2 separate regions of the Mus musculus genome follow, and region 1 is linked to region 2. A link is a contact called in public HiChIP or PLAC-seq data. All regions are on one chromosome and are shown on one strand. The core of a region is the stretch at or near the end of the contact, and the rest is flanking DNA. Distances in the headings are between cores, read along the strand shown. Region 1 has its middle 25 kb from the start of Tex2. Region 2 overlaps Tex2 (testis expressed gene 2).

Region 1 (2,967 bases), core at 142-2,641, 81 kb after region 2:
AGAGATCTGCCTACCTCTGCCTCCCAAGTGCTGGGATTAAAGGTCTGCGTCACCACTGCTCAGGTGTGAGTGTTCTCGTAAGAGAGACGCTTCAAGACAAACGCACACGGAGAAGGCAGCATTCAGACAGCCAAAAGGTGCTAGACTCTCTACTGGGGACTGGAGAGATGGCTCAGCCATCTCTGTTTAATGAATGCTCTTCCAGAAGATCCAAGTTTGGTTCCCATCATCTATATGGGGTAGCTCAAAGCCACTTGGAACTCTCACCCCTGGAGATATGTTGCTCTATGCTAATTACACAATGGCTGGGCAGAATGGAGAATAGGGTGGGAAGTCCACAAAGGGTGGGGGTGCTGAACCATGAGGAAGGGGGGTCATTGAGAAGAGATCATCAGGGCTGGAGAGGTGGCTCAGCAGGTAAGAGCACTGATTGCTCTTCTGGAGGTCATGAGTTCAAATCCCAGCAATCATAAGGTGGCTCACAACCATCTGTAATGGGATTTGGTGCCCTCTTCTGGTGTGTCTGAAGACACCTACAGTGTACTCATAAATGAAATAAATAAATCAATCTTTTTTTTTTTTTTTTTAAGCTGCTGGCCTTGAGCAAAGTAAATTGGTATAATCCTGAAATCCCAGCACTCAGAAGGCAGAGGCAAACTCTATGAGGTCAGACTGGTCTACAGAGTGAGTTCCAGGGCAGCCAGGGATCTGTTACACAGAGAAACCTTGTCTTGAAAAAAAACTAAAAATAAATAAATAAATAAGGAAATCGTAACTAGAAGAAGATGGCCCCATCTTCTCTTGTCTTTCCCGTGTCGTAGGAGGATGGAAATTACCTCACACAAATTGTCAGGAAATGTTCTCTTGTTTTCAATACTCAAAGACGTGCCACTGAGATTCCATCACTCATGTCACTCAGATCCATTCAAAGACAAGCCGGTCCCAGGGAATGGCAGCCCTCCACTCAGCGAGACACACACTTCCAGGAGAGAGGCAAGTGACTAATTCTCTCAATTACAATTTATTCTTCCCCCTTTTGTTCTTACAGGTAGAAGGAAAGACATAATAAAACTCCTTAAGTCCGGCAGAGAAAAACAACACAAAATTCTATTTGAAGCTGGAAGTAATCACTCTGCCTACGGTTCTAAGAAAAATAAACAAACCAAGGCGCTCTAAATAAACACTTAGAGCTGCCCCAAGTCAGCCAGAAAACCCTGGTGAGTTGGGAAGAGGGCCTAGAGGAATTGTTTGGCTCCCTGGGGTGCTGCTCTGCCTGGACTTTGTGCTCTGGCTAATCCTCTCCCCATCCCATCCGGGCAATCCAGCCAGTCATACCAGTTTCCCAGCTCTCTCACAGCGTGGGGCCTCCACAGCACCTCTCATGTCTGACCTGTCAAGCCAGCTGACTGAGCTATACACTCGGTAGCTTCCGGACCGCCAACCCTGAACTTGGCTGGTTCCCTTCAGGCTACAGGTTTTTTTTGTTTGTTTTTGAGACAGGGTCTCACTATGTGGCTCTAAGCTGTCCTGCAACTTACTATGTAGACGAGGCTGGCCTCAAACTCACAGAGATCTGCCTGCGTCTGCCTCCCTGTGCTGGGGTTAAAGGCAGGCACCGTCGCATCCTGCTCAAGCAAAGAGAAAGTTATAATGAACTTAGATGTGTGTGTGTGTGTGTGTGTGTGTGTGTGTGTGTGTGTGTGTGTGTGTTCAGAGACAGAGAGGGACACAGAGAGAGACAGACAGACAGAGAGAAAGACAGACACACACACACACAGATACAGAGAGAATTAATGTCGTTTTAAGGGGCACTGTTTAGGCGATTAGCAATATTTTTGTACAATAACCAAGATCTTCAATGCATAAATCTTCCCTTTTGATATGTCTTATAAAAGGCAGTATGCCGCAGCAGGAGGGGGAGCCTGAGCTGGGCCCAGGCTGAGGCATCCCCTGCAGGAATTATCCACAGGACAGGTCTGGTATAAAAGGAAGTTTATTTGGCATCTGAGAAGGGAGTGGAGACAGATAAAAGGGGGACAGAGAAAGAAGGGGAGATGCCAGCCAGGAACACGTGGGAAGACAGGAAGAAGATGGGGAGGGATGGAGAGAGGGAGGGAAGGAGGGAGAGAGGGAGAGGGGAAGGGAGAGGGGAGAGAGAGGATGGAGAGTTAAGAGCCAGGCTGTTGCTAGGTAACTGTTGGGTGGAGCCGAGAGGAAAAGGTAGCAACTTTGCCTTGAGACAGGGTTTTGTTGTTGCTTTATTTTTGGCATTTTTGAGACAGATTTCTCTGTGGAACAACTCTGCTGTCCGGGAGCTGGAGGCCTCTGCCTCCCAAGTGCTGGTATTAAAGGCATTTGCCACAGAGACAGTTTATGTAGCCCAGGCTGTCCTTTAACTTGCGGTGTACCCAGGGATGACCTTGAATCTCTTGCTTCTACCTCCCAGTGCTGGGATTGAACCCTGGGCTTCCTGTGCAAGGGGTGCGCACTCTACTGACTGAGCTACACCCCAGCCTTGGTTTCCACCAATAGATGGAGTCACTGAGAGAGAGAAAAAGGTTTCTTAGTCCTTGGAACCAACTGTGCCTACATCTTCCCAAGAACAACTGTGGCACATCCCTCTCTGCCTTCAGCTTCCCGGGACGCTCGTCTCATTGCGCACCCCCTCCCCCCAATTATGACCACTTTGGGCAGAAAAGAATACAAGAATAGTCACTATTAAATGTGAGAGAAAAATTGCCTAGCTGAGAGCTTTTGAAAGAGGGGCATTTAGCGAGCTTTTGACGCCTAATTACTGTTTAATCAATCCAGGAACGCAGAGACTGGTTATTTGCCTGCTGCAGAGGCTGGGAATTGCAATGCATGGCTGGTAATTTTGCCAGTGTTGGGAGTGCCCTTCAATAGGCTTTTCCAGGCTTCCTTCCTACTCTGGCTGAAGCCTATAAAGTCCCTCCCCGCTACACACTT
Region 2 (3,469 bases), core at 79-2,578:
TTGTGCTCAGCTATCAACAACGGTTCTATGTGGCTTCAAAACCAACCCCACTGGGGTCACTGGGCAGAGACTTCTCCAAATGCTTTCCTCTCTTTAAATGCATACTCATCTGTAGGGAAACTTCTATCAAGTTTTTAGCTTATTTCTCTGCTTTTCAGATTGGAAAATAGACAACACACCAAAGGTTGTTTGAACAGTCTGGCTGAACAGTCTCTGTGCACAGGTTTTGTTATCCTGAGCCCTCTAAGGACCGGCAGATCAGTTCTCTTCCTAGGTCAGTTCCTGTGTAATATGGTAAACAAAGCCAACCTTCCCCACAATGCTTCTGGGTAGCCACAGAGCAGGAGCTCAGCCCAGGAGCCTGAGGAACAGGCCCCTCCTGGGCTCTGGCTCCACTCAGCAGGACCAAAGTTCAGGGATGAGTAAGCAGTTAGCCTCTGCTGACAGCTCTGACAGATACAGGTCACACTCCATGTTCTGACAAATACCAGGGCAACCTGATCCAGAGCAATGCAAAGGAAAGGAGTTTGAGGCCGAACTACACAGATCAAACCTTACTACTCCAGTGGCAGAGGCAAGGAGCCCAGGCCATGACGCCTGCTCCAACATCTGCCCAGTCTGACCCAGGCAGCATCCCTCCCATCCTCATCTCCCCAGCTGTCCAGCTGCCATGGTCTGCTCATTTTCCCTTCCCTTTCATCTCCTGATCTCCTCCTTCCTGAAATGCCTTTGTCCTTTTATTCTAGTTGAGGCTAAAGTCCACAGCTTCCCAACCTTGGCTAGCTTTAGGAGATCTACGTGCGTGCTCACATTTGACTCTGTAGAAGACTGTGGATAGACGCCCTGGCCACCCGCAGTGTCAGCAAGAATCCCAAGAATCTGGCAGCTCGGGTTCCAACCCAGGCCCCAACACCTGCCAGCGACACCCACCGTGGGGGCTGCTCAGCCCTCAGCCCCCCACTTTTCCATCCTGTAAAGAGGCTCAGCCTAGCTTCCTGCTTTCCTCATCCCAACTCATAGTCTATGTAAACCACAACATTTCTCCATGCTGACAGAAGGCAGGGAGCATAATTCATACAGTAAGAATGGACAGTCTTAAGCACAGTGAGAAAGTACTAATGAGTACTCACAACAGCACCTGGTATCTAGGCTCTTATCGTGTCCCAGAACTTCATGTGTACCATGTGGCTTACCACACCAATTTCCTACCACCACATTCGAAACAAAGCTCAAAACAGGGGAATGACCTGCCTCTTGATGGAGACTGGTACAGCTGGGACCTGGCCTCAGATCTAGCTGACTGAGGTGTGGCCTCCAACCATGGCCCCATGACACGGCCAATAGTCTGGGCAGTGCCTTAGCAGCCTTCAGGTCAAAGCAAAGCTGACGCCTTCTCTGCCCTGGACCTGTTTTGATTGCTTTACTAAACTGCCAGCTCCACAGAGCAGGGAGAACAAGGCCCACCTCAGTCCCAGCAATGTCTCGTGACCGAGCATACGACTGAAGTCTGACTCCGAAAACAGCTCGGAGGGTTAAATGAAATCCTTGGAGCTCAGGAGCTAAACAGGCTGCCCCCAGCCCATAACTCCATGGCACTCCTGGAGACCCACAAAGGAACAAGCTCAACAATTACTTGCAAGGAGGAGACTCCGTCACTGTAATTCCTCAAGGAGAAGAATCAAAGTAAAAGACATAAAACTGCAGAGTAAGAGAATAAGAATCCTGGAGCGACAGGAACTGCTGCTGAAGCCATGTTACATGGGAACCTGGGGCAGACAAGCCTGGGGCTTAGACCAAGATGCTGGCCCAAATCAACTCAGTCTGACCCCCGAGTCTGCCTCTGAGATACCACAATACGTCAAACCAGGTCTCCCTTGCAAAATGCAGTTTCCACATACAAACCTAATTACCTCTTCCTACCATGAGCTGACCCAAATTCTCCCGGTACTTGACTGACACCCTGGGTTAGACTGCATGTGACTTGAGCAGTCAGATACACAGCGCTCAGAGTGGCATGCCTCCCAACCCCCATGTTGCCCCTCCTCCACTGCCCTCTGCACACCCATTCTAACATTCTTAACCCTAAACATAGCGGGTGAGATATTTCTCCAGCTTTATTTTGTTATAGGCATGGGAGTAGGCACAAAGAGCACCGGCACAGGTTGGTGTCGCACTCCAAGGGCCTCCTGTCGTCGTTCCACACACACCACTGAGATGTCACATAAGCCTTGCTTCTTTCTGAACCTGGGACTGTTTAAATGGAGACCGTGCATACCACTGGGACAATGACCAGTCATAGGCAGCAGCTGTCTGGGCTACAGTCTGGACCTGGGACAGCATTTAGGAAAGGTCAGGGGTTTCTCTTCAATTCTCTGCTGGACTCAGAAGCCCCGTTTGGCTGGAAGTACAAACCACAATCTATAAAGAGGGCCATTTAATCCTGGGAAAGATTAAAAGCTACAATTAACCTTTTGCAAAATAATAAAGTCTGGAGGAGCTACTATTGTGCTTGCTCCCAATCACAGTGCCAGGGAAGGGTTCAAGGCCAGCACTCTGTGCTCGGCTGGATGCTGGGCTGGCCAGAGGTCAGACCTGATCCTTTGGCCCCAGGAAGTGATGAGAGTCCTCAGTGTGGCTGGCGCCAGGGCTGACAGCAGAAACTGCAGCATGCTCTTACCCTGTGGCTACACTGGCAATGGGAACTGCCTGTCACTCAGATCCCTGCTCATCCCCAGAGAAAAGCAGCTGAAGCCAGGGCTGCGGCCACTGCTGCTGATGCTCACCTCCAAAATGTACGCACAGGTAGCTGAATTTCACCTGCCCACAAATGCCACACAAACAGGATTTTGTACTTACTGAGTTTAGCCCCTTCTGATATATTGACACTTGGGAGCCAGAGTCACCTAATACAAGACCAAAGATCCTAGGGTTGGAGAACAAGGAACAACTTTGGCGCAAATTTAACTTTACCCCAGAAAAGGCAAAGCAAACCTGCAGACACAAAATTCATCTTCTAAATGATAGCCCCAAGGAGACAGCCAGTATTTAAAATACATGCTACCCACACACACTCCAGAGAACGAGGAAGGGTCCATTAGTGGAGGGAAGGGACAGCATCAATACTGTCCACACCCCCCCTAACTGCTTCAAGGTCACAGCTAAGCCACAAACTGTGGGACATGATCTTTATCTGGGCCTTTTATCCTTCACAGGGACATCTCCCAAGCTCAGGTGAGTTTTTAATTGTGATGCAGTTTAAATTATAGTGCACTGGCAGAGTGCAATAGGGTAGAAGATAAGAAACTCTAAAATTAGGCAAACAAATTAAATGATCTCAGATGAACCACTGAGATAACCAAGGCCCTATTTATATTCATACATAATAAACATTGGATCATATAACTTCAACACTAGCTTGTTAATAATAGATCAGCAAACAAGTAAGAAAGCAGCCCCAAGCTTTCCAGAT

The links. HiChIP or PLAC-seq counts read pairs in DNA pulled down with a chosen protein or histone mark.
Region 1: an H3K27ac HiChIP or PLAC-seq map of epiblast stem cells shows a contact between it and region 2. The contact joins two enhancer-like sites. A contact is called at or near these places in 8 of 39 promoter capture datasets (the 3T3-L1 cell line, 3T3-L1-derived adipocytes, the C10 cell line and 4 more), 2 of 15 datasets of contacts at CTCF or cohesin (CD8 T cells and the NIH/3T3 cell line), 18 of 484 Hi-C or Micro-C datasets (the AML12 cell line, the F1.1 cell line, beige adipocytes and 9 more), 12 of 115 datasets of contacts at active chromatin or transcription factors (CD8 T cells, the HPC-7 cell line, the NIH/3T3 cell line and 6 more) and 4 of 9 other capture datasets (adipose tissue, embryonic stem cells, liver and 1 more).

What each region holds. Positions count from the first base shown.
Region 1 is chr11:106,636,595-106,639,561 of GRCm38.p6, forward strand. No RefSeq gene overlaps it. Among named protein-coding and RNA genes, the nearest start is that of Tex2, 25 kb to the left of the region's middle. Within about 2 kb of position 1,392, at least 44 of the 459 cell types and tissues checked have an H3K27ac peak or open chromatin away from gene starts, as enhancers often do. A contact at or near this core is called in epiblast stem cells, stem cell-derived epiblast-like cells and trophoblast stem cells, where this site is marked.
Region 2 is chr11:106,555,608-106,559,076 of GRCm38.p6, forward strand. The region is part of intron 2 of Tex2 (testis expressed gene 2); the gene reads right to left. Among named protein-coding and RNA genes, the nearest start is that of Tex2, 56 kb to the right of the region's middle. Within about 2 kb of position 1,329, at least 131 of the 459 cell types and tissues checked have an H3K27ac peak or open chromatin away from gene starts, as enhancers often do. A contact at or near this core is called in epiblast stem cells, stem cell-derived epiblast-like cells and trophoblast stem cells, where this site is marked.